Regions from separate parts of the Mus musculus genome. Here regions 2, 3, 4 and 5 are each linked to region 1. The links are chromatin contacts, called in public HiCAR-type, HiChIP or PLAC-seq and promoter capture Hi-C maps. All regions are on one chromosome and are shown on one strand. Each heading gives the region's core, a stretch centred on a gene start, on an enhancer-like site or on the middle of the called end of the contact. The rest is flanking DNA. Distances are from core to core; before and after follow the strand shown. Region 1 holds the start of Tbx20 (T-box 20). Region 2 holds the start of Igsf9b (immunoglobulin superfamily, member 9B). Region 3 holds the start of Bbs9 (Bardet-Biedl syndrome 9 (human)). Region 4 holds the start of Acad8 (acyl-Coenzyme A dehydrogenase family, member 8). Region 5 holds the start of Glb1l2 (galactosidase, beta 1-like 2).

Region 1 (5,248 bases), core at 925-3,424:
ACTCACCTCTGGCCTATGGCTTTGTTTAAGTGTTCATTTCAATTCCTTCAGCTTGCTGTCTCCTCCCACTTGCGCAGTCTCTTCTGCTTTTGAGTGATTTTCTGCCCACAAACATCCTAGAACTGGGACACAGTGGCACTTGTAGGAAAAGGGAAAGCAAGTTCAGCAATTCTGCTTTCCTGTGCTCAGTCTGCTTCTCTGAAACTGATGTATCTTTCAGGATGCCATTCCAACAATCTAAGCTGCTAAGGTAGTAAAGACAGTACCTCCCCTTATAAGATGGAATAATAGTTTTATTAATTAGGGTGTAACAACACAGTGAGCTATTGAAAACTAGATCCAACCAACAAAATCTACATTAGTTGAAACATTATATCAAGGTCTAAGTAAACCTCTCTCTCCCAAATTAAAAAAACAAAAACAAAAACTCTCTTCTTCAAATAAATCCATCTTCCTTGACAAACTCTAAAAAAATCAGACAAGAAGCAAACCAATGGGAACCTTACAATAAAAAGAAAACACTACCTTGATTGAGACATTGTATCTAAGGCCAGGAGAGATGGATGAGCAGCTAAAAGCATTTGCTCCTCTTTAGAGATCTGGAGGACTTCACTCCCTAGCACCCACACAGAGGGCTCACAACAGCCTGTAATCCCAGCTCCAGGAGATCTGATACTCTCTACTGACTTGCACACACTTATGAGTCCAGAGATTCCTGACCTGTGGGGAGGAGAGGGGAATGACTGGGACATGGTTGGAGGATGGGGGAGACTTGCAAAAAAGAGACACTGCTCTGCCAACTTGTCACCTTCGATCTTTTCAAAGTAGTTGGTCCAGACAAGGAAAAAAAAAAAAAACCTTCTAGTATGAAAAGTCTGCAGTTTTACTAATTTCTAATTTCCCTCAACATTGACACATTACAACCCAAATGCTGAAACGAGCAAACATAGACAGGATGGCCAGGCCAGTCTAAATCAGAACTTCCTCAGATGCCAACATTCTGTTTACACGGGATGTTCTTCATAGTTATTCTGGCTCTCGATTTCGCCCATAACTATGTTTCGGGAGCTGTGAAGAGGATGCAATGGGAGACAGGGTATGTCTTTCTTTTTATGTTCTTCACCCCACCCCTCCCCTACCCCCTTAAGACCTACCAAGAGGTTCCTAATCGCCAGATCAACTGGCTGGAAAGGAGAGCAAATATTTACAAGTATAGCTTGAGTGTGTGTGTCCTCTAGAGTTTACATGGTTGAGAGTGAAGCGGATTACCCCGCGAATTTGGAGAATTCGAATTATTTAGACTGAGCAAGGCCAACAGGACTCCCTCCACAAGGCTGTGGGAAGTCCTTAGCCCAGTCTGCGTCTGCAAGGCAGATAGATGGTTCCGTGTGGGGGGGGGGCGGGGGAGGAGCCAGAAAGTCACTATGCATCGCATGGTCCCCTTAGAGCTCCAAGTCCTGACCCCCCCTCCTTGCTTCAGGCCACTTCCCTACTTTCAGAGTCTCCAGAATAGAAAACCCAGACTAGAAGGGAAACAAACCACCACACAGCAGAAAGCCAGGTTCGCCAAAAACAAAATCAACAAAAACAAACAAAAAATCAAAACAAAGTATCCTTCCTACAGGCACCCTGCAGCTCAGCATTCTTTCCCAGAGCCCTGCCTCTCCAGCTCTCTGTGAAAAGAGACATAACTTGGGGACTGTCAAGTAGGGGACCTAGCACTAGGCACTGTGCTGCGTCACCAGGTTAATGCCGCTCAGCGATGAGGAATTTGCTCTACTGGGCCCTTCTCAACTATTTGGGAGCTCCAGTAGGAAAGGTAGAAAATGCGGAACTCAGTAGGACTTCCTTTGGTGACATTCAGTCCAGAGCAACGCAAATGCCTGTTTCTGGGTAGCAGTGAAAGTGCCTCTCTAGACAGCGCATGCTTCCCTCCTGCGGGATCTGAGACTCTGGGCGGAGGCGGTCCGGCTAGCTCCGCCACCCTGTTCACTGTGCGTCTTCTCCGGCTCTCCACCGGGAGCGCAGAGGCAGGAGGGCGCAGTGCCCTAGGCGCTCTCTCCCTGCGCCGCTCGGCCCCGCCCCACTCCGCACAGTCTGGAAGCAGTGACGTGAGACCACGCTGACTGGCTGCTGCCCGCAGGGATGGCCACCGCCAGCAAATTAAGGCGCGAGGCAGCAGGCGCCTAGGCACAGTTTAGGTCGCGCCTTGCTGCGCTCTGCAGAGAGGAGATCCGACTCCCTGGTTTCCGCACCCTCTAGAGTCCCACGCCGATCGTCACCTCCTCGGACTTGGGCCACTCAGCGGACCCAAGGAGGGAAGGGAGGGAGAACTCGGCGTGGGTGCTGGGGACCCCGCGTTTTGCGCAGTGGGCTTACAGTTTTGAGTTCCCGGCTGGTCCCCACCCTGCTTTCCTGCTGGTTCGAAGTCTCTGCGGCTCCCCTGCTTTGCTCTAGTGGACTGGAGAGGCCATCAAAACCTGGGAACGGACGCTTCGGGGGGGTCCCCAGTTCCGCTTTGCTTGCTCTCTGGAACTTTGAGCTGCAGTTTCGGGTCTTTGTCTCCCTTTGGGGAAGCTGGACTGTGGTTTGTCAGTCCAGGTTCCTGAGCAGGACCGCACGCTGGGAACCATGGAGTTCACGGCGTCGCCCAAGCCCCAGCTCTCCTCTCGAGCCAATGCCTTCTCCATCGCCGCGCTTATGTCCAGCGGCGGCCCCAAGGAGAAGGAGGCAGCAGAGAACACCATCAAACCCCTGGGTAAGTCGGGGTACTAGGCAGTCAGTATGGGCCCTGCTAATCTGTTTCCCGGGTGCGGGCAGTTTGCTCCGCGGGAAGCAAAGGTGGCTTTTTCTACCGTCTGGATCTACTGCTAAGTCTCAGAGTATGGACCAGAATTCGGTCCTGGGAGAAAGACTTTTTTTTTTTCTTTTCCTCTCAAGTTTTCTTTGGAGGCTTCACCATCAATTAAAGGTAGTGAATTCTCACTACCGGCTTGTGTTTGTATTCGCTTTCCCCAGTTTCTTGGAATCTCGACATCACTTAGATAGTATGAATGCTGTACAAATTTGTTTGTTTGAATGAAAACAAATTCAAGGACAAGTAAGGGTTAAGATTCGGGATCCACGGTGGTATATAACACCCAAGCCTGCGCTTGGAATCAAAGACTCTGAGACTTCACAAGAAGCCAGTTTAATTTTTCTATCACAATTAACAGTCTTAATATGTCTGAAAAGGACTATAAAATAGGCCGGTTTTTCCACGCAAGAGCCGGCTTTTTTTTTTTTTTTTTTTTTTGGTCAGGAACCCCCATTTTATACTTGCGATTTTCAATTGAGACTGGCAAGGCCTCCCCAAATTCCTCGAAATTTAACACTGTCTCTATAAAAACTGTTTTCTTTACAGAGGAAACTAGGCACAGATTAAAGAGAGATGAGCGGTGAGGGTGTCTTGAGCACACGAGAGTTGTATAAAAGCAACTGCTCAGGATAGGGGTTCTGAAAACCCTTACAACCCAGGGAAAATGAGTTGCTATTCTAAGGGCCTTGGTAATAATTATCGCACACCCTAATCGCCGACTATCAGAAATCAAGTAGCTAAGTTAAGACAGTTGAAAAAAGTCATCACTTTTTTCTTTTTCGCTATCCCTTCCCAACTCTAATACATTTCACATCCAAGATAAACACTAGAGAAGAAAGGGGCTTGGGAAACTAAGGAGTTTACACAGTGACAGGAGATTACTAAAGTCCAAAACAACAGTGGTACCAAGGAGATGTAAGACAGGGAAATGAGTGTGAATAAGAACTCCTAACTTCCACCTAAGTCAAGATCTGCGAAGGCAATGTGAGCAAGCCAACAAATCCTGATTATTTAGAGAGAGCATTGGCTACTACTGTCCAAGTTGGACCTGCTGAGGCTTCCGATCATTATCCTTGTACTTAGGGAATTTAATACCCCCATCTCATTTTGGTACCCAGTAGGAAAAGAAGATCTCAGGTCAAAATTCCTGACAAACATGTGAGCAGTGGTCTGGAAGCTTGCCAGCTCCACTACTCTCATTTCTGTATCAGTTCTTTAACTAGTTTTCTAAATAAAACAGAATAAAACAAAGCAACAACAAAAAATGTTCTTCAATCAAAATTACAAATTTTAAATGCTAAGCCAATCCTAGCTCTCACCCCGGTTACCCCCTCCAGTCTCTGAAAGGAGTCTGGTCACCTGTTTGGAGAACAACTCTTGTCCATTTTATTCTTATCCCTTACACTCACCAGCCCAACAGAACAAATTACTTAATGTCTAAATCAAGACTCAGAAACTGAAACACCCAAAGGTTCTTTTAGGAGATAGAAGGTTGTTTCATTGGGGAAAAAGATGTCTGCAGATGGTGGATTTCCAATGTGTCACTCAAGTATATTAGCTCTACTCCAGTAACCTCCTGGGCAGTTCTTTCTTGTTGTCCTTCTCTATTTCTGTGGTGCTCTGGCCAGGTGGCACTTACAGGGCTTGCCTGTCAGTTGTTGGAAAATAAGAGAAAATTAGATGGTGTCCCAATTCCCTATAAAGATGTGGTGTATATTCACTTCCAAAAGTGTTTCAGGATGTTGGTACTTTCTGGGTTCCTTTGATTTTGAAACAACCTGCATGATAATTCACTTGATAATACTTAATTCACTCACGTCTATTTTCCGTTAGCCTCACATTAAGAAGCATGAGAGATAGGAACCATTTCATCGCACAAACTCAAGCACACACCACACACATGTGCGTACACACAACTGGCACTGGTTGGCATTCAGGAGAGCAGTTAGAACATGCTGGTTTGATGGTAGGGGGTTTGAAGTAATTTCTTTTTTAAGAGATGAAAGATAATTGGCAGAGGAAAACAAATTCAATCAAACAAACACCCTGTATTGCCCCAAAGTTAGTGTCCAGTCCCTTATCTGCTGAGCCAGAAAATGTCTGACTCATAGGCAGTGATATTTCAATCTACTGGTGATTGGCAAAACCTTTTCCTCTTTCAATTCCTGCTATCTGGAGTTGAAGTTGTTTCTCTCACTTCCAGGGCTATTTGGAAGAAAAGCAGTTGCATACATAATCGCTCTACTAATCTATCCCTATCTTAAAAAAAAATCTGTTCGAGTCCACCCCTGTGATTTAGCATGCTGGGTGCTGGTATTTTTCTAGTGCTACCCTCTGCAGCTGCAAAGTCTAGAATTTGGGTTGATTGTCATAATAGTTACATTTTATCTT
Region 2 (5,248 bases), core at 1,051-3,550, 2.5 Mb before region 1:
ACTGTTCACACACTCCAAGCCTCTACAAACTCCTACAGCTAACCCACTTTCCACTGAGGTAAGTGACATTTAGAAAAGCTGAGAAATGTGTCCAAGGTCACGGGGTCAGCAAGTGGGACGGCCAGGATTTGAATCTTGTCCATTTATCAGTAAGCCTATGTCTGTAAGTGCCTCATTGAGCCATTTCAGACTAAAAAGAATCCAAGACCAATCAGGTCACCCTTGCTCCCAGACAGAAGAGTAGGAGTTCCAGACAGAAGGACCAATAACCTTCACAACCAACAACCTTCAACACTGGGAAGTTCCTTCTTCAATCTAGCCATTCTGTGAATCTCGGCAATATAAACCCAATTTCCTGTAGTCTGTGTTTAAATTAAAACAAAACAAAAAAAAAATCTGTCCCTTGCTAAAGTTGGGAGGCTAGTTGAAGAGCCCTCCTTAGGTGTCTCTTCAATTCGGATGCTAGCACAGCCTTTTGTGCTTTCAGGGACAGCCCCACAGCAGAATATACCAAAACCCAGAGGGGAGGAGGAGGAGGAAGTCACTGAAAGACTGCATGGGAAGGGGGAAGGGAGAAGCACAGCAAGATCCACCTTTTTTCCATAAGCTTCTTCTGAGGTCACTCTGTCTCGGTTTTCCCACCTGACAAATGGAAACCTTTATAACCATCCCGACCATCATAGTGCTTGTTGGAAAGCTGTCCTTCCCTTCGCCCCACTCTCTCGTTTCAGAACCCCCTCTCAAGTAGCAGAGGAGATACATTCCAATCCGGAAACTTTCTCAAACCACTCCCCCCCACACGCCCCGAGGCAAGGTGCAAAAGAAGCCGGGGAAGCCCGCGCCTCCAGCAGAGCCCTTCAAAAAGGCTCCCTAGTCCGCAGAATCTCGTCACCCTGTCGCCTTCCACCCACAGACCGTTCCTCTCCCGCCGCCATCTCCCTGCTTTGCGAACTTGCCCGCAGTCGGGTCGGTTCCGCGCGCAGAAACCGTGAGCTCAGAGTCCTGGCAGCTTCCAGGCTCGGCTCTGACTTCCATACAAGGGCCGAGAGCCGGGTGCCACCCAGAGCTCTGCCATCTCCAAAGCGAAAGCCCTCGCGCTCAAGTATGCACCCCGCGCCTTGGCTTCTCCCTAGCTTTTTCTTGGGCTCAAACCCGAGAAGGCAGAAATAAAAAATCCCACTCGACTCTGAGACGCAGCTGGGCAGACCCCTCCCTCGCGGCCCTCGCCCCGAGGCCGCTGGGCCGGGCAGCCTGAAGCGCGGCGACGGCGCCTCCCCGGGAACTTTTGCCTGGCCGGGGCCCAGATGCAGTCAAGGTGGGCGCGGGCGGCCGACAGAACCAAGAAGAGCAGATGCTGCTCGGAGCCTCTAGGTCAATTCTGCTTGTCACCTGCCAAGGGGATCCGACCTCCGCGGCCAAGATGTGTGGAAAGGAAGGGCGCGGGGCGGAGAACCCGATCCCTTCGAGGCGGCTGCGGGGACTCCCAACCTCTTAATCGCGCCTCCCTTCAAGGGCTCCTCCATCCAGCGGTGCTGTGCAGGGCTGGGACGCGCGGAATCCTGCCTAAAGACCATCAAAGTCCCCAGCAGCCAGAGTTAGAGCACTAGGGGTTCCCCAAAGCTCAGATTCGACGTGTGGTTGTGAACCAAGGGGCCTAAGGTAGACTAAGTCCACTTTGATTCCAAGGCGTTCGCAGCCCAAGGGCTCCCGCACCTTCCCGCCGAGTTCCTCCCACCCGCAGTTCCCCAGCCTTTGCCCGGGCCAGTGCTCGGAGGTGCGCCTGGCCGGAGCCGGAGCCTCGCCCCCGGGGTTCGGGAGCCAGAGCCTGGAGCAAAGGTCTAAGAACGCCAAGAGGGTTGGAGGAGGGATGCTGCACTTCAACTCACCTTGAGCCACAAGACCTCGGGTGCTGATCACACTTGCTATCAAAGTGGCCACATACCAAATCATAGTACTACCGCGCGCCAGCCAAGAGCCTCATCCTATCGCAAAGTGCTCCTGCGTCTGCACACTTCTCGTGCCTCAGTGCCCGCTTCTCGCCCGCCTACGCCCCTTGCCGGTGCTCCTGTAGCCCGGGCGGCCCGCTCTCCATCCCTTCCTGGCTCCGCTCGTCTCGGCGCGCGCAGCCTCCCGGGCCCCGGCGCAGCGGCACCTGCACTGCCAACCGAGGCAGAGCGCAGCCAGGTCCACGGTGAAGCCTAGCCGGGCCTGTCCTGGTGGTCCGCCCCTGGCGGCTGTTTATTGGACAGTGCTCACGAGTCTAGGCACTGATTGGCTAAACTCTTAGTCCGTCGCTGCGCGAAGAAGGCGAGCCCATTTCAAGGTGCGTTGAAGTGTAGCGAGCACAGAGCCGCAGAATCATGCGCATTGCCTGGGAAAAGGCGTTGTAACGTCTTTGCTCTATTCTGTTCTCAGCTCAGACTGCATGGCAAGTTTCTGATTAAATAGATGGTAGCTTCTCGTACTGGCTAGTGGGACCCTAAGAATCTCAATAACCCTTGACAGGTTATCCGAGGGGATGGAGCCCCCGCCCACCTTGAGAATCCAACATCCGGTTTCTATCAAGAAAAAAAAAAAAAAAAAAGCAGTTCCCGGGAGGACCACGCTGATACGGGGATAGGGAAACCCAAGCATCCTGGGGAAACTAGGGAACGTCCTTTTCTGGAGAACGGTTCAAAGAGACCACGTGATACCTCCCCCCCCCACCCCCACTCTTTGCTCACTCTCTCAGAACACTACCTCCACCAAACGTTATATTAAGTTAGGCTCCATCCAGCCCAAAGCCAGGAGGATGACTAAAATGACCTCTAAAAGTCGCTAAATTTGGAATGAGTCATTGGCTCAGCTGCGGCGAGTCACAGACCCCTCTGGAACACATGTGCACACGTACTGCCACCCCCATTGCTGGTCATCGTTGCTCATGATTACTAAAGCCATTAACCCCCCCCCCCCAATAAATGCTGCCTCTCCTGCACACAAATGCTGCTTCCTCTCCTACCTTACTGAGAGCCCAGCCCCATATCAGCAGCATAAAGTCAAGGTGGCGTTTGTGAGCGATCAGGGGGTGAGGTAGAGAACCAAGGAAAAGGGAAAGGTCCTCCTCATTTCTGCAGAAGATAATAAATAAAGACGCTGGAAGAGCTTCCTATATCCCAGGCTCCCTACTCCAGCATCTCTTCATCTCCTCCCCCAATACAATTGTGTTTACACAAGGAATAAATGAGCATCATGAAAGCCTCTACAACCATCTCACAGTGTTCTGAGGCTGCCGTGGAGATGTTTATTCTTTCAAGCTTCTGACACAGTGCTGAGAGGCACAGCTCCCTAGGAGGGGCTGTTGGCCAGGGAAGAAATGGAGGGGCAATGAAGGCAATCTCTCAATAAGCACAGAGCATGAAGTTTCCCATAGACCAACAGCTTACTGCTGGAAAAGCCAATGTGTGCGCATGGACTCGTGTATCTCACATAGAGTGGCCTTGAGTGATGGAGGGTCATTCTTTTTGGAGAACTCCACTCTCGTTGCCATCCAGGAGATGAAAAGCTGAGGCTCCTAAGCAGAGAAGCACACACACTAATGAACTTTTATCATCTGAATAGCATCTGGAGAACTGGACTTCTGAATACCTCCTGCTTGCAAACTCGCCCTGCTCATGCGAACACACTCATGAGTTATCACTCTGTTGATATATTCCCATGGGCCACTGCTTTAGGTCCTTTCTGGGCTGACATTTCTTTCCTGGGGCTTTGGTGAAGCTGCACGCTCTAGATCTCCTTGACGCATCAATTCTCAGGCAACATGCACCAATTCTACCTCCAACACACACATATGCAAGTCTCCCCATAAACAGGTTTGCACACATCTATATACGTCCATACATACTTCCTCTGGGTCCTAAGTCTATCAAGACTTATTGGGATCCACTTGCAGAATGGGTGATGAGGCTAGGCTATGATTTAATTTTGACCTCAGAAACGTTCATGTTGTTGGAAACTTGATCCCCAAGGTGGCAGTATTGGAAGAATGGAACCTTCAAGAGGTAAGTCCTAGGAGCTGGAGAGACACTTGGCAATTAAGAACGTGCACAACTCTTGCAGAGTTTGGTTTTCAACATCCTAAGGTAATTGTCCATGATCTGTAACTACAGCTTTAAAGGATCTAACACCCCTTTACAGGCACTGCACTCATGTGCACACACACATACACACACACAAACACATATAGATATAGTTTAATATAAAGACGTGAGTTTGGGGCTGGAGAGATGGGGGGGGGGGCAGGGTTAAGAGCACTGGCTGCTCTTCCAGAGGTCATGAGTTCAATTCCCAACAACCACATAGTGGCTCACAACCATCCATAATTGGATCAAATGCCTTCTTCTGGTGTGTCAGCAACACTGTGTTCATATACATTTTAAACACACACACACACACACAAACAAACAAACAAACAAACAAAAAAAAAAAAACATGAGTTCTACTGAGAAGTCCTTAAGTCACTGGAAGCCATGCCACTGCTAGGTAATTCTCCTGGGATCTCCCTGGTAGTTCTCATAAGAAGGCTGTCATGAGCAGAGCTGGACTTGGTGGCCTAGGTAATTGTCCCAGCATTTGGAAGGTCAGAAGTACAAGATCATCCTCAGCTACACACAAAACTGAAGGTCACCCTGAGCTACAAGAGACCCTACTCTCATAAAAGAGAAGAGAAAACAAAGCGGAGGGTGGGGTGCTGTTAAGAAGGGAGAAAGGCTGGCCCCTCCTCCTCTCTACCTGCTACCTGGCTTGAAATCCAGCCGCTTGCCAGCACATGCTAAAGCTATTGCCATCTTCCATCTGTCTTGGGGCTTTGAACAGAAATAAACCAGAGCAGGTACCACAGCCGTGAGCATGCAGAATTGTGTGCTAAGTAAATCTTTCTTTTCTTCATGAGTCTACCTCCTTGAATATTTCATGATAACAAAACAAACAAACAAAACAAATCAACAAAAACAAACAAACAAAAAAAATGGTTAATACAACTGCATGACTCCAGGATTCATCCCCTTTTATATGCTCATAGCAGCATTTGACACCTGTGGAATGGTGTTCTTTGTCTTCTGAGGCTGGGATATAGGCAATATTGAGTCCATAGTCTAGCCCCAGGTCCTTCAATCCTTGAGGTAGAAGAGACGCATCTATTTAACATCTATGGAGCATCTACTTTGAGACAGTTTCTTCCCAGAAGTTGAGGAAAAGATAAAGCAGTTCCCAC
Region 3 (5,248 bases), core at 1,256-3,755, 2.3 Mb after region 1:
TTTCTTTGAAAGCAATATGACAGCCAAGCAGTGGTGGTGAATGCCTTTAATCTCAACACTGTGGATGCAGAAGCAAGCAGATCTTTGAGTTCGAGGCCAGCCTGGTCTACAGAGTGAGTTCCAGGAGAGCTGGAGCTACACAGAAAAACCCTGTCTTGAACCACCACTCCAAAAAAAAAAAAAAAAAAACCCATTATGACAAGGGCTTGTATTGGAGTTTTCAGCTGACGTGAAAGGCACAGGAGTAGTGGTCAGATAGACCTGTGTTCACTTCCTAATGTGACGTCTCAACCGCACACCCTCAGAGAAGCCCTTATGCTCTAGCATCAACTGATCTTGGTGGTGGGAAAATACAGTGCTCTAAGATATGCACTTCCTTAGCCAGTGTTCAGCCACTACAACCATTTAATAAAAGTCAGTTGTAACCCAGTAAAAATAATGCGGAAATAGAAGTGGTGGTGATCATCTAGGTGTGACAGCAAGGTCTTATAGGCACACAATTTCAACTGGGACAACCAAAGGGCAGATCAGAAAGTGTGTGTGTGTGTGTGTGTGTGTGTGTGTGTGTGTGTGCGCGCGCGCGCGCGCACAAGTACCTGTGTATACAGGTGAGTGTGTGTCTTACTGGGTATTGAAAGAGCTACACCCCCAGACCTTATAAATGTTATAATCAGCAAACATGTTTTATAATAACTTGATATATTTCAATACTTTTCAAAAATACCTGAAGGGATTGGAGTGTTCAGTGGTACACATGTACACACATACACTCTGAGCAAGGAGACATCCTATGTATCTGAAAGGCATAAAACTGTACAGTACTGGTAGTAGATTTTTTTCTTCCTGCAAAGAGCCTTTCAATCAAGAAGCTATACCATAGGACCAGTGAGATGGCTTGGCAAACAAAGATGCTTGCTGCCAAGCCTGACCGGACCCACATGGTGCCAGAGAACTGACTCTTGCAAGTTGTCCTCTAACCTCCACACCTTCACTGTGGTACCCATGCCCAACAACATACATGCACTGAAATATTAAAATATTAAAATCTAATCAACTTTTAAAACTATAGCATAAACATAAGTGGGAGGTATAACCACAACCAATATACATAATTTTTAAATCCCTAAACTCTTACAAATAACTTGTAAATGGTTTTCAAAATAAAGTCTCTTGTTCTTAATTCTTATAACATTCTAACCCATCACCAAAGAAAAGACAAAACCCAATCTCAATTATTGCTAATAAGTTACTTCTTGTCTCTTGGAATGTTAGCAAACAGTAATACATTCCATGGTGGTACACACCTGTAATAACAACATTTGGGAACCTGAGGCAAGATATGCTTAAAGATGGCCTAGGATATACAGAAAGTTCCAGGCCTGTTTTGGGCCACATTATAAATTTTTAAAAATAAGAGAAAGGAAGAAAAGATAAAAACCCCACTTTCTCTCCAGTATCTTTCAATTTGTGTGTATAAAGTGAGATGTATGTATATATGTGTACACATTAGACACAATTTGATGTTTAAAGACAATGTGAGATACCAAAAAATAATCTATACGTTTATACAGAAAAATCAAAGGCAAATGCAGACCTTGCTTGGGAGGAGCTGCTGATAAAATCAGCTTAGTCCATCTAAACTGCTGTGGTCTGCAAAGGAAAGAGAAAGGATAACCATTAATCCTATTGCAGGCAGCACTGGAGAGCATCAACATGCTCCCACTTCAGCCGCAGACTGAGCAGCGATTTGACGCTCTGCTCACAAGACCTGTTGAAATGTCACAGGAGAAAGAAGCTCTTACTCCACGTGACTGCTACATGGACTCCTTAAAAATCACTCCCCGCTCAAAGGTGTTTATAGGATCTACCCACGCCGTGTTAGCGGTTTGTTTGAATGCAAGCCTCCTTTCTAATTAAGAGATCATCCTACATCTCCCGAACCATTACATGGCATTGAGCGTTAGTCCTGTTGACCAAGCATAGCCAATGCATTTATACATCCGAGATTAATTTCTGGGATATTTCTTACCTGATGCCAACAAGTGGGCTTTGACTCGCCTTGCTACGAACCCACTATCCACAGACTTCCCTCCGGATGAGAATCCAGTGCTGGAACAGAAGTAACAGCCGTGCAAGGAAAAACAACACTTAACACCACTAGTACCTCTTGGTCTTGTTTGTGTTCGAAGTTTTCCACGTTCCCAAGCAGACAGAATCCTGCCAAGCAGCAACACAAGCTCCGCGGAGGTGAAGTGAGTCCCAAGATCCCCTGCACCCTCTTGTCATCCCCCAGAGACAAGCAGGGGAGACGACATGGATCCCTCGGAAGCCACAAGTGACAAGAGAGAAAAACTCCAAGTCCGGATGCTCACAGAGAGGATGAAACCACCAGGGAGACTGTAAGAGGGGTGAGGCTGCAAGACAACAGCCTGCGGAAGACACCTCCCCACTCCAGCCTGAATCCAAACCGCCTTCGCCCTGTTGTCATAGCATTTTACAACGGAGGCTACTGCGCAAGTCAGACGCGGGACCGCAGGGCTTGCTGGGTGTTGTAGTCCGAGCGGCTGAGCGCGAGCTGTGGGGATGATTTCCCGTGTCGCCCGTATGGAGTAGAGTGGCTACGGGGCGGGGTAGGGCTGGGCGCCTCAGAACCACCTAAGCAGGCCTGTCCCTCAGGGTATCGGCGGCGGAAGTCCCGCCCCTGTGGGGGTTCTCGTGCCACAGACCACGCCCTCCTGTGCTTAGGTGTTATCCTAGTGTCTAGGCCTGAGCATGTAAATGGTTTACCTGTTTGAATCCGTTTTCTTTCTTTCCTTGGCCTAACTGCTGTAGCCAAGATTTCAAGCACCGTATTGAATAACAGTGAAGTGTAGACCCCCTTGTTTCATTACTTGTTTAGAAAACATATCTACAGTTTCTCCCATGTAGTATATATAGGTTATAGGTTAATTTATATAGTCTAGATGGCTAATCTTTGTTGTCAACCTGATACACCTAGAAAGAGGTGACCTCAACTGAAAATTCCCTCCGTTTAGTTAACCGGTTGGCAAGTCTGAGAGCATTTTCTTGATTGCTTAGTGATGTGGGAGAGCCCAGCCCACTGTGGGCTAGGCTGATGGGTCTGGGCATATAAGAAAGAGAACCAGAGAGCAGCTGTCCTCCACAGTACCCACTTCAGCCACTGCCCTGTTTGGGTTCCAGAATTGACTTCCTAACCAGTGGACTGTAACCTGTAAGATGAAAAAGGCACAATATGTTCTCCACGCCATTTTTGGTCATGGTACTTATCAAAGCATCAGAAAGCAAGCTGCTGCAGCTCCGTGGCGTTGGGGTATGGCCACTATTTTCTTCAGGCCTTTTATCATAATAGAATATTAAATTTTGTCAAAGGCCTTTTCAGTGTGTACTGAGACGACCATGCGATTTCTCTCCCCGAATCTTTCTGTATTGAATTACATTTATTGTTGGACTGTCCTGGCATGCCTCGAATGAAGCAGAGTTTGTTCACCCTATATTTTTTATTTTTTTTAGAAATATGATATTAAATTATGTGTATTTCTGGGAAATTTCTACATAATAGTTTTTTTGTTGTTGTTGTTTGGTTTTGTTATTTTGTTTTTTTTTTTGTTTGTTTGTTTGTTTTTTTAGTTTGGTTTTGGTCTTGGTTGGTTGATTGCTGTGCTCTTACCAAGTTTTTGGTATCAGAATGAAGTTAGCGTTATAAGATGAATTTGCAAGTGTTCTTTCCAGTTCTATTTCATGAGGAAATTTGTTTCTTTTATTTATTATATCTGTGCATATGAGGGTTTGGCCTGCATGAATGTAAATGCACCATGTGCATGCCTTGTGCTTACAGAGGGCAGCCCAGTGCTTCTGGAGAGCAGAAAAGAACACTATATTCCCTTGAACTTGAGTTACAGACCACTGTGCACCTACACACACATGCTGAGAATGGAACTCAGGTCTTACGGAAGAGCTTTATTTGCTATTAACCATGGAGACATCTCTCCAGCCACCTATTTTATGGGAATTTTATTTTATGTTAATTTTTAACATCTGATTGAATGACAGAGTGTGCTCCTCTAGTTTGGAGGTTTGTTTATTCCAGAGACTGCTCCTGCTCCCATGCCCTTGCCTATTACTGGTCAGCTCCAGCTGTGTACAACTCCAGCTGTGTACACCCTCCTGATGGAACTTTGATCATGTGATTCTAGAGAAGTCTCCTTTTCTTCTCGATTTTCTAATTTGGGATCCACTTTTTAAACATGACACTGATGATCCCTCTGAATTTCACGAGTATCCATGTGGCATCCAGTTTTCATCTCCACTCGCAAATAATTTAGAGAGGTCTCCTCTTTCTTTTGCTTAGTTTGGCTGAAAGTGTCTAGTTTTGTCTTTGCTAAGATTCAGCTCTTCCATGGACAATTATTATTCTTTTTTTCTAATATATTTTTATTACTTGAGAATTTCATACAATGTATTTTTAAATTATTTTTATTTTAAGCATATTTGGATTTTGAATAAGAACTAATCAAGCTTGATAACTGTCTTAATTAGGGTTTTACTGCTGTGAACAGACACCATGACCAAAGCAACTCTTATAAGGACAACATTTAATTGGAGCTGGCTTACAGGTTCAGAGGTTTAATCCATTATCATCAAGGCAGAACTTAGCAGCATCCAGGCAGGCATGGTGCAGGTGAAGCTAAGAGTTCTACATCTTCATCTGAAGGCTGCTAGCAGAATACTGGTTTCCAGGCAGTTAGGATGAGGGTGTTAAAGCCCACACCCACAGTGACACACCTACTCCAAAAAGGCCACACCAACTCCAACAGGGCCACACCTTTTAATAATGCCACTCCATGAGCTGAGTATATACAAACCATCACATTTCACTCTGTGGCCCCCATAGGCTTCTTCAAACATATGTGTCCATTGTGGCCATACCTAAACATAGCAAAATGCAAAATACATTTAGTCGAACTTCCAAAGTCCCTATAGTCTATAGCAGTCTCAACAATGTTAAAAGTCCAAAGTTCAAGGTCTCTTCTAAGATTTATCCAATCACTTTACTGTAATCCCTAAATCAAGACAGGAAACTTTCCAGCTGGGCAAACTCCAAACTGCATCTCCACGGCTGATGTCAAAGCGGTCTTCAGATCTCCAACTCCCTTTTCATCTTTGTTGCCTGCAACAAACTTCTTTCTTCTGGCCTGGTTCCACTCCCTGTTAGCAGCTTTCTTCAGGA
Region 4 (5,248 bases), core at 1,424-3,923, 2.2 Mb before region 1:
CAATGATTATTTCACACAACTAGGACTTAGAAAATAAGTCTTATCATAAATGTTTAGAAAAACTAACCATTATAATCATTATCAAGTGAAGCTTGAAAGAAGTTTAATCAGGACCATGTAGACGTGGCTTAAAAAAAAAACCCACCTAGATTTTTCTTTGCTCCAATGGTGGGGCCTGAGCCCATTGTTTTACCTATGCTAGACTGGGCTCAAATTCTGCTTCCCTCTGGAGGCCTCCTCTTCCCTGCTGTCACAAAGCTATCTTCAGGACCTTTCACTCATACAGGTTTGCGGATTCCCTCAGAGGAGGAGCTGGATCTTATCTTCACTGTTCTCATCTTTTAGTCAATTAATTGCCTTTTTCTATTAAATTCTAACTGACATAGAAATCAAGAATTGTATGAATTTACTAGGCACCAGCTGCCATACAGTGTTTCCACACATGTACACGTTAATACTCAATCTGTCTGAATATACTTCCTGAAGCATCGATTTATATTGAGATAGGGTCTCAGAACCCTGTAGCCCAGGCTGGCCTCCCATTTGCAGCCACCCTCTTGCCTCAGCCCCCTAAGCATTAGGATTACAGGTAGGAACCATCACACCTTTTTATTTGTTATAGAGCTGTGAGTCTCCTGTTATTGACCAGGCTGGCCTAGGACACATGAATATCTTGATGATAGATATGAACTGTCATATTTGGCTCTACTGTACCTACTTCTCTGAAATGTACACTGCACTGCCTTTACCAGCAGGACATACTGCTGCCTCCAACAGCCTGAGTTTAACTCACAACCTGGGGTTCTTAAACCACAGGAAAAAATTTCAAAGAGAATGAAGCCAAATTAGAGTTTAAGATTTTAAGCCGGGCGTGTTGGCTCATGGCAGAACTTTAGAGCCTGAGACTCCTTGGAGCCTTGCTACAAATTCAAGGCCAGACTAGGCTACAGGCTCACAACAGGAAAGGGGCTTAACATAAAATTGAGCAAGCATTAAGAGGCCAGACATTGTGTCAGTAGGTAAAGGCACTTCCAAGCCAAAAGACCTGACTTTATCCCCTCAGGCACATATGATAAAAGAATCCCCTCCACGGCACCAGCATCAGGGCCAGGGCACACACATGTAAAACCTGATAAAACACAAGATAAGGACCACAGAGAAGCCCTAGAGCATTAGGCTTGTAAGCATAGCTGCAATAAGTTTCTTAACAGCTATGTCTAGCATTTTGGTAGCCTCTGAAGTCACATTGTTCAGGAAATTTAAGGGTAAGTCTAAATGGTTTTGGTGATGTAAGAAACCTATAACCAAAGCACTTGGGAGTGGGGACAGAAAGATCAGGAATTCAGGTCATCCTCAGATGCTTAGCAATTCCAAATTGACAGGCTGATAAGATAAAGACCTAGGAAAAGAAAACTGTGTGTGTGAAAGGTGGGGTCTCCTGTGGTCCAGGCTGGCCTCAAACTCTACACGTAGTCAAGGAAGATCTTGAATCCTGATCTCCCTCTGATTTCTAGCTTTCAGCTTTTTTACATTTCACATGAAATCATGCATGCCTTTCTGTGCCTGGCTTATTGCATTCAATGATAAAAGCAAAGGGTTGGCGAGGTGGCTTAGTTGGAAAAGGCATTTTTTTTTTTTTTTCAAAGCCTAAGGACCTGAGTTCAATCCCTGAGATTCGCACAGTGGAATCGGGGGATTGATTCCTTCAAGTTATCCTCTGATCAGTGTGTGTGTGTGTTCCCACATACTGTACAAAAGTAAATAAATGTAATTTTTAAAGAAGTCTCTTTTCACCTATGCTGTCAAGGTTACACACACACACACACACACACACACACACACACTTTGGAGAGAGGGCCCTGCTTATGTAGTACTCATGTAGTACCAGGCTGGTCTTAAACCCAAGGCAATTCTACAGCCTCAGTCTCCCACATGCGTGGGCCACCACAGTTCCGTATATGTATGCAGTGCTTCATTGCACTATTCTTTGATTGGACAAATAAGTGGAAGGGACTGAAAGTGGAAGTTCTGGCAGAAAGAGTAAAGAAGACGATAAGCAACAACCCCCAAAGTCTCCAAACCAGGGAGTGGAAAAAGGAAATAAAGCACGCCCTACAAGACCACGTTCTTTACCTGCTGCCTTTTGCAGCGTCGGTTCAACTCACCTGGACCAGCAGTCCCAGTCTGCCTCTTGCGGGGTCTCGGCATGGCCTCTCTGTAGGAGGCTGAAGCTAACCGGACGGGTAAGAAACAGCTCTTGTCTTCTAAAACCTGCATGGTGCAAGATGGAGGCAAGAAAGCATACAGGGCCTGGGACTTATGAAGAAAAGTCATGATTAAACCATTCTAATCCCTCTCTCGTTATCTGCGCCCTTTCCTTCTCTCCTAATCTACCTCTAAACTCTCCTGAGTCCCTCCCTAATTCGGCTTTACCCACCACCATTCATTCAACGCACCACCCAAACGCCTTGAAGCACTGCCAGGCTAATCTTCTGGGAGCCTTGAGGCGACTGGCGTGCCCGGACAGGCTTAGTAGAAGACGCGTCTCAGAGGCGCCGCCCCCACGATCTCTGGGAACTGTAGTTTCAGAACGCCAGTAGTCCTATTGGAGCCCGCGCTTCAAGGGCTTAATGGACTACAACTCCCAGAGTATCAGGGGGGCGGGGCGGGAACGGCTAGTTCTGGCCTGGGCTAAGAGGCCTGGGGTCTGAGATTCGAAGTTTACATGGCGATGTTGCGGTCCGGATACAGGCGCTTTGGCTGTCTGCGCGCGGCACTCAAGTCCCTGGCTCAGACCCACCACCGGAGCATCACCTTCTGCATCGATCGTAAGGCTCATCTAGGCGAGGGGAGAGTGGGTCTTCGGTGGGCATCTGTGCCCGCCCGAGTTCCCAGCGCTTTGGTGGCTCTCGGGCTTCGCCTGACACCGATCCCTCTCGGGTCCCTTGACGGACTCACTTCATCCTCTGACTCTGCCCGTCTGGGACCCACTTCTCTCTCCCCGACCAGTCCTGTTTCACGAACTGGCTTCCTCCCATAACTCAGGATCTACTCTCGGGACCAGCTCTTAATGGTCCCTGTGACCAGCGCTCAGTCCAGTCCAGTTGCCTGTCCCCCGACCCCGCCAATGCTTTTCAAAGACGAAGGAACGTGTGACTTTGGCAATAGATTTCCAAGGTAGAAAGAGCTAAGTATATGAGCGCTGGTAGAGATAGTTGAAAAGCTCCAGGTTATACCGTATGTTTTGCTCACAAGTATAGATTTCGTAAAAACACTCATACTGTAGAAACTGCTGCAGGAAAAAGAAAGATAACCGCAATTGAGAAACCCTATCTGAGATTACAAACTGATTGTTTAAAAACCTGGCAGAAAACTTGCATGTAACTGGGAGTGTTTGCCACCCATGCAAACCAAGCCAAATATTTAGATTTGTCAATCACTTTAAATACCAAACTAAAAACCAGAACCACCTTTTCTTCTGAAACAGTTTTTAAAATAATTCTAAATTTTATTTTAAATAAGAATCTATTATTTATGGCCTTATGGCTTTGAAAATTGAGAACAGAGTTATAAAGTACATGGAGGCATAGACTGGTTTTTTGTTTGTTTGTTTTTGTTTTGTTTTTTGTAGAAAACCAGTTTTAAGAGTTACTGCCCTACTTAGGCACCTAAAATTGGGTAAACAAAGTAGCGTGGTTTGGTACTAAAGTTAGGAAAGAGTCTGTCCCAGTAACAGATTTACGTTATTGATTGTTGTTTTGACCTGGGCAACTAAGATGTGTGAGACAGGCTTTATTTGTGCAACTGTGACACTTCTGGAGCTAGCTTTGTAGACCAGGCTGGCCTTAAACTCAGGAGAGATCACTGGTGCCTATCTCCCAAGCCTTGGCTGTACCACCAGAGTTCAGCTTGCTCTCTTTCACTGTTTTTAACGAAGTGTTGGAGTTGGGGATCTAGCTCAGTCAGCTTGAATGCTTGCCTAATGTTTTCATTCATGCAGCCCTGGGTTCCAACCCCAGTATTGACTCGGCCTGCCAGACCTGCCATGGCATATGACTCTAATTCCAGCACTTGTGATGAGGAGGCTGGAGGATCAGGGTCCAGCCTCAAGTTACATACAAAGATGAAGGCCAACCTGGACTACATGAGATCCTGTCTTAACAACAAAAAATTATTTTTGAGTTGTTCAAGATACTTTTCTACTTGTAGATTTGTGTGCCACGATAGTGGGTGGGCTGGGGTGCTTAGCTGTGTAGTAAGCATTCATTGGGGGTTTCTTACCCACCTTAGGTCATTTAGTTCCCAAATAAATGACACGAGACCTTAATAAATATTATGGCCATAGGTTTTCTTCCTTTCTCTCCTGGCTCCCTCTCTCCCCCTCTTCATCTGTGCCTCAAACACCAACCCTGGGAACCCTGGGAACTGAAGCTCCGCCTACCTCTCTTCTACCCAGCTATAGGCTGTAGACATCTTTATTCAACCAATAGCTTTAAATTAAGGTGCAAGGTTTGCACAACAAAAGCTGGCATAGGTGAGAGAATTCTCTTGAGGCAACGTGACCTTGGGATACATAATTTAGCATTGCAGCATTGGAGGCCAGGAGTCACCCTACAAACCACACAAACACCAATCCCAGCCAGACAGGGATAGATTATTGAACACACATGTAAAGACTGATTGATTAGGGCAAGAGCTGAAAGCTGCATTCTTGTGCATTGTCCAGGGTCACTTTATGGGGGGGGGGGGTGGACAATAACAAACTAAGCAGATGCAGGTGCAGGGTGGTTGGCCTTTTCTCAAGGTTTTTAGTACTTTAGACAATAATCTTGACTAACCTTTATCTGGCTTGGCTCTGAATGAAGGCTACAGTTGGTAAATCTAGCGTGGCTCTGAGTGAAGACCATGGCTAGAGACTTCCCCAAAAGAGTCCTAAGTCTCTGTGGTAGTTTGAATACACTAGGCCAATGGGAGGTGCTACTGGTAGAAGGTGTGGCCTTATTGAAGGAAGTGTTCTAGCTCCACCCAGTGTGGAAGAGTCAGTCTTTTCCTTGTTGCCTTTAGAGCAAGAAGTAGAACTCTTAGCTCCGTCTCCAACACCTTGTCTGCATGGACACTGCCATGCTTCCCGCCATGATGATAATGAACTAAACCTCTGAAACAAATGCAATGTTACCTCTTAAATGAGTTGTCTTGGCTTCACAGCAATAAAACCCTAAGACAGTCTCATAAAAGGATATGTGGTCAG
Region 5 (5,248 bases), core at 1,561-4,060, 2.0 Mb before region 1:
ACATTTTTCTGGGGCTCATTCCTCTCTGCAATCCTCCAGAACCCACACCTAACCCCCCCCTTGTCTACATTTATTTTGTTTGGATGTTTATTACCTATGAGAGTATTCTACAGCATATTGTTTTACTATGCTAAAACAATTTTTGCCGGTTTTCTTTCTCAGCCAGAATAATGAGTTTTTAAAGGGCTGAGACCATAGTCTATTGTGTCTGCTGATATGTTTGAAGTGTCTGCAAGTATCTGAAACAGTGTTCAGCATTCAGGAAGTGGTTATTAAAAGTCTACCACCTATTATTTAATTTTTTTCTGAGTTTATATGATGTAATTGTATCCTTTCCCACTTCCCTTTCTTCTGCCCAAACCTTCTTGTATACCACTTCCTGCTCTCTTTCAAAATCATGGCTTCTTTTGTTCATTGTTGTTGTATACACACAGCCTGCTCAGTCTGTATAATGCATGGTGTATAAAACATGTTTGTATGCGTGTGTTTTCAGGCCTGACTGTTTCATATTGGATAACTACTTGGTGTACTCTTTCTTGGGGAAAACTATTTCTCCCACCCTCAGCATGCTTTAGCTACCTACAGTTCTTTGTGTAGGCTGAGGCCAGGGCTGTCCACAGCCCTTGTTGGTATTTTTTTGTTGTTGTTAATGAGTTAGATCATGGTCACCCAGCTTTGCAAAGGCTGAGGCTTTGCATGACAGTGTTGGACTGTGAAGGCTACAGTCAAAGTTCTGAGCATTCCCCGATGTACACTGGCTCCTCCCAGTGCTACACCACATTATCTGGACTTGGCAGGCTTTTTGCCTTTTGATTTAATTCTCTTCTCTTTTCTAGGGCTAACATTTTCATTTTAGGATTTCCTATTTCGTTTTTGTCTGTGATTGACCTGGTCCTAGCTTATGTCCAGAATTTCCCTCATATTCTTAATTTTATTTCTCAAGAGCCCTGACACTTGCCACCGTAACTGGACATGGCTCACACAAGCAGAATTAATATGTGGGCCAACCTCTGATGCTCTGTCTTTGTAACTGATAGACTAACTTTTAATCCAAGCTAAACCCAAAAGTTTCCATCACAGCCTTAGCAAACACTAAGTTCTCCTCTGCGGAAGCACTGTAGAAAACGTTTGGATTTTAGGAGACCTGGTTGCTGATTTCAGAGGGCCCTACTTCCCTCTGGGTCTCTAAAGCAGTGTTCCTGGACCTGTGGCTACAATATTCTATGCAAAGCCACAGTCTATGCTTCCTTATTCAGGCAGGGAATTCCCTTCCTCCTGTTTACCTGTTTACATTTTCCCTCTCTCCAATTTGCTTCTTTACCAAGTATTTAGTTATGCTAGAAAAAAAAAAAAGACCCTTCTGGCCAACTTTTTTGTCTTTGTCCTTGGAACTGAAATTTCTCTTATTGTTTGTCAGCTTTATGTATTTGTATAAAAATTCAGACCTGCAGCTGGAAAGATGCTCTACAAACCAATGCTCTGAGACACTGCTATAGTGTGTGTATATATGTGTGTGTGTGTGTGTGTGAATGTGTATGCGCATGTGCATGCACATATGTGTGGAGTTCCTGGAACTGGAATTAAAGGCTGTGTGAGCCACCAATGTGGACACTAAGAAATGAGTTTAGGTCCTCTGCTGTTAATGGCTGAGCCACCTCACCACAAATGTAAAATGTTAATTATGACTCTTTTAAAAATAAGAGTTCAGTGTGCTAGGTGTCCAGGCCTGAACTAGATCAGGGGAACTAAAGGCAGAATATTTTGGTCTTTATTTAGTGCTACTGAAACTTCAGTGACACTCAGCTCTCAAATAATCTTAAGTAAATTATTCAATGTCCTGGCTTTTAACATGAGTTATTACTTCAAAACCATTTTTCTTTTCAAACTTTGAGTTGTTTTAAAAGACATTGTCTTAGTCAGGGTTTCTATTCCTGCACAAACATCATGACCAGGAAACAAGTTGGGGAGGAAAGGGTTTATTCAGCTTACATTTCCACACTGCTGTGCATCACTGAAAGAAGTCAGGACTGGAACTCAAGCAGGTCAGAAAGCAGGAGCTGATGCAGAGGCCATGGAGGGATGTTCTTTACTGGCTTGCTTCCCCTGGCTTGCTCAGCCTGCTTTCTTATAGAACCAAGACTACCAGCCTAGAGATGGTCCCACCCACAAGGGGCCTTGATCACTAATGAGAAAATGACTTACAGCTGGATCTCATGGAGGCATCTTCCCAACTGAAGCTCCTTTCTCTGTGATAACTCCAGCCTGTGTCAATTTGACACCCAAAACCAGCCAGTACAGACATTTTTTTTTTTTTTCATTCACCTGTCAGGCACACTTAATTCTTGCTTATAATGAAATGCTGTGGGGAGTGACTTTCTCCCAGTTTGAATATTCAAAGATGCAGCAATAGTTCTATACCTCTCAAACAAACAGGCCCAATAGTTCTATACCTGTCTGCACTCATATGTAGGAAAAGACCCTCAACTTAAGTGCCTCTGCGATTCAGAGTGAGAACCAGGCTGACATGGGAAGTTGTTAGCTGTTAGGTACTTGATTCCTATTTAAACTCAGTAAGCAGGCAACTTCAGCTGCGGAACACTCAGACAAGTTTGGGCCTGGGCTGAGATCGCCCCGCCCCTCGACAGCCCCGCCCCCTGACAGGCCAGCTCCGCCCCTCCCTGTCCTGGTCTCCAGCCGATCCCTTGTCTGTGCAAGGCCCGGGAATGGAGGCGGGACCATAAACCTCAGCCAATGGGCGCCAGTGGGCTGGGCTGGCCGTAACATGGTTGCCCAGGTAACCAGTGAGCGGCCCCGCCCCTCCGGGCCAAGGCTTTGGCGCGCCTCTGAGTGTTGCTGGAGTGGGAACCCGGGTGTCTACCAGCAGCGTTTGCAAGATGCCCAAGTGGAGTCTGCGGCGGAGGCCAGGCCGCACACTCGGACTCCTGCTGCTGCTGGTCTTGAGCTTCCTGGTGCTCCGCAGGTGAGAGAACGCTCCGCCCAGCACCTATGGGACTCCTTTGGTCCCAGCCCAACACCTCAGGTTCTGGTCTGCCACAAATCTGGGAAACCGCGACTCTAATCTCTTAGAGCGCTCCAACAGCCTGGAGTCCCTTCGAGCCTCCAATCATTCTTACCCTGCCTCTGGGTAAAGCAGGCAGGCACAGCCCTGTCAGTCCCTAGGGGTCAGTGTGTTGAGTTTCGCAGCGTTCCATACTTGGTGCTGGACTCTGCTGTTCATAGTCACGTCCAGTCCTGTGGGAAGATCGACAGAACTGGCCTTCTCGTTTCTCTTCAGACACCCCCATCACTCCATGTAGCACCCACTGCTTTTCTTCCAAACCCCTACATTTCTTCCCAAGCTGGAAGTCTCTATTCTGCAAGGTTAGTGTTGTGATGTTTACCGTGAAGGTGATGTCCATGGGCTTCTCTCAGACTCTCAGCCCTGATTTACACCGCACTGCTGTTTATGTCTGTCCACTTTCCTCCTTCACTTTTGTACGGCCCCCTTTTATGAACGCTATTTGTCCCAGTCGGTGGTGTTCATTGAAAGAAAGGTTTACCCACTGCTCATGAACAAGTTTTCTGGTGATCTACTCCAGAAGGTTTCCAAAGCATATCTATTTATAGGAGTCACCGGCCTGACGATCTTCCAGGTCAATGCCTGGCGCTTTACATATTCAAACTCTCCAGTGTTGCTGGGAAGCTTGGCAGCAACATGGAGTAATTTGTCAGTAGACTTGAGGTCAGCCTTGAGAACTGGTGGTAGCTTACCACCCTTAGTTTTGTCTTTGGTTCCTTTCTTCATTTACCTGAATCAGAGACTAGGGCTTTTAATTTTTTTTTATTTTTATTTAAGATCTGAGTCCTTTTTGCTGCCGTGAGAACACATTTGGAAACTTCACGTGGACACCCTTTCAAGACTTACATCTCTTTGTTTCTGAGAGGATGTCATATTGTTTGAGATGAAACTAGATCTTTTCTCATTCTAGGGTCCAGGAAACTCCTAAGGCCTTTTGTTTCCTTAGTTGTTCCAAACACTTTCTTATTCATTCGAACTGCCCTTTCTTTGAATTTTAGTCATGGCTTCTGTCAAATTCTCAGCTTTCCCCAGGGGCACGGTTGATGTAACTCCATTGGTATTACTCCAGGCTGAGGCAACACAAGCTCTTGCATAGAGCAGGGAACCATGGAGCTGGAGCTCCAGAGAAATAGTTGCTTGTTTTTGATCGAAGTACACCTGTCCCTGCAGGTGACTCAGAGAGGTGACTGATGAGGGATGAGCCTGGTCAGGTAGCATTTTCTAATAGTCCTCAGGAAAATGTGTGGGAAGGAGGAGGGACACTTGTCACCCAGCAGGACACTGATGAGGGGTGAGGCAAGGGACAGGACTGTGAAGAAGCAGCCTAACCCTCTCGTAGGTGAGTAACTGATTCCCTACCCAGGCAAGCCGGCCCCAGCAGAAATCATGAAGCCTGAAGTTGCTTCATGACACTCTCTTTTGCAGCAGGCAAGGAAGGTTAAAGAGGCACCGATCCAAGGTCAGGGCCATCTTTTGGGATCCCTTGAGAGAACAAGTCTCTTTGGCATCATTTTGACTATATCTTCTCCATAGGTGCATCCTGTCTAGTTCTTTCTGTATTAACATAGATGAGTTACTTTAATAGCTATGAAGCCAAAGGGAAACAAACTGGCCCTCTCTTCCTGGCTTCCCCCAGCTTTGACTAGGTCATTAACTAAGTGGGTGGTGGGGGCCTCTCCCAGCTGTTGTTGGGGAATGTTGGTGTGGCTAATGGAATATAGGTCACATGGAAACTGGCTGCTCTCCTCAAAGTTCTCTGGAGCCCAGCTTCAGGACCAGTCCTTTTCCTGGATCCCATCAGCAGGTATTTTGAGGTTTCTGGGGGTTAGGTGTTTGGCTTAGAAACATTGCCTTTTTTTTTCTTCCTACAGTTTATTCACAGAATTATAGCTGTTTGATTAAATCATATCTAAGACATATTTAAGAGGGCTAAAAATGACTTTATGGGAAGATTTTATTCAATTTGGTGTTTTTTTCCTTTTGTGCCAAATGATGTCTTTGATGTAGATAATGTGGGAAAAATACCGCTACAATTAAAAGTAGTAGAAATAGCCATCTTCCCTCCCCCTGAATTCTTTGGTACCCCATTGTTTCCCTCCCACTTCTTCTTCCTCTGCAAGACTCAGTAACTACTGGTGGATTTTGTGTGTGTGTGTGTGCCCTCATATG

The links. Promoter capture Hi-C pulls out the DNA fragments that hold promoters and counts their contacts. HiCAR-type assays count read pairs that join an accessible place to other places. HiChIP or PLAC-seq counts read pairs in DNA pulled down with a chosen protein or histone mark.
Region 2: an H3K4me3 HiChIP or PLAC-seq map of embryonic stem cells shows a contact between it and region 1, with 6 read pairs. The contact joins the promoter of Igsf9b here to the promoter of Tbx20 in region 1. A contact is called at or near these places in 3 of 39 promoter capture datasets (the C10 cell line, cranial neural crest and embryonic stem cells) and 1 of 115 datasets of contacts at active chromatin or transcription factors (embryonic stem cells).
Region 3: a HiCAR-type map of astrocytes shows a contact between it and region 1, with 6 times the contacts expected there. The contact joins the promoter of Bbs9 here to the promoter of Tbx20 in region 1. A contact is called at or near these places in 4 of 39 promoter capture datasets (cranial neural crest, embryonic stem cells, hippocampal neurons and 1 more) and 4 of 115 datasets of contacts at active chromatin or transcription factors (astrocytes, embryonic forebrain and embryonic stem cells).
Region 4: a HiCAR-type map of astrocytes shows a contact between it and region 1, with 5 times the contacts expected there. The contact joins the promoter of Acad8 here to the promoter of Tbx20 in region 1. A contact is called at or near these places in 1 of 39 promoter capture datasets (cranial neural crest) and 1 of 115 datasets of contacts at active chromatin or transcription factors (astrocytes).
Region 5: a promoter capture Hi-C map of embryonic stem cells shows a contact between it and region 1, with 5 times the contacts expected there. The contact joins the promoter of Glb1l2 here to the promoter of Tbx20 in region 1. A contact is called at or near these places in 5 of 39 promoter capture datasets (cranial neural crest, embryonic stem cells, hippocampal neurons and 2 more) and 1 of 115 datasets of contacts at active chromatin or transcription factors (astrocytes).

Annotation. Positions count from the first base shown.
Region 1 is chr9:24,771,229-24,776,476 of GRCm38.p6, reverse strand. It overlaps Tbx20 (T-box 20), which reads left to right and starts at 2,174. Exons shown (of 8, transcript NM_194263.2): 1 at 2,174-2,758. The coding sequence starts at 2,632. It overlaps Gm29824 (a long non-coding RNA gene), which reads right to left and starts at 753. Exons shown (of 3, transcript XR_870586.1): 1 at 526-753; 2 at 7-122.
Region 2 is chr9:27,296,156-27,301,403 of GRCm38.p6, reverse strand. It overlaps Igsf9b (immunoglobulin superfamily, member 9B), which reads right to left and starts at 2,300. Exons shown (of 20, transcript NM_001326702.1): 1 at 1,887-2,300. The coding sequence starts at 1,950.
Region 3 is chr9:22,472,972-22,478,219 of GRCm38.p6, reverse strand. Bbs9 (Bardet-Biedl syndrome 9 (human)) reads right to left here and starts at 2,505. Exons shown (of 23, transcript NM_001360259.1): 1 at 2,165-2,505.
Region 4 is chr9:26,996,974-27,002,221 of GRCm38.p6, reverse strand. Acad8 (acyl-Coenzyme A dehydrogenase family, member 8) reads left to right here and starts at 2,673. Exons shown (of 11, transcript NM_025862.2): 1 at 2,673-2,828. The coding sequence starts at 2,726. It overlaps Thyn1 (thymocyte nuclear protein 1), which reads right to left and starts at 2,545. Exons shown (of 8, transcript NM_144543.2): 1 at 2,457-2,545; 2 at 2,166-2,271. The coding sequence starts at 2,208.
Region 5 is chr9:26,804,030-26,809,277 of GRCm38.p6, reverse strand. Glb1l2 (galactosidase, beta 1-like 2) reads left to right here and starts at 2,810. Exons shown (of 19, transcript NM_001310768.1): 1 at 2,810-2,980. The coding sequence starts at 2,895.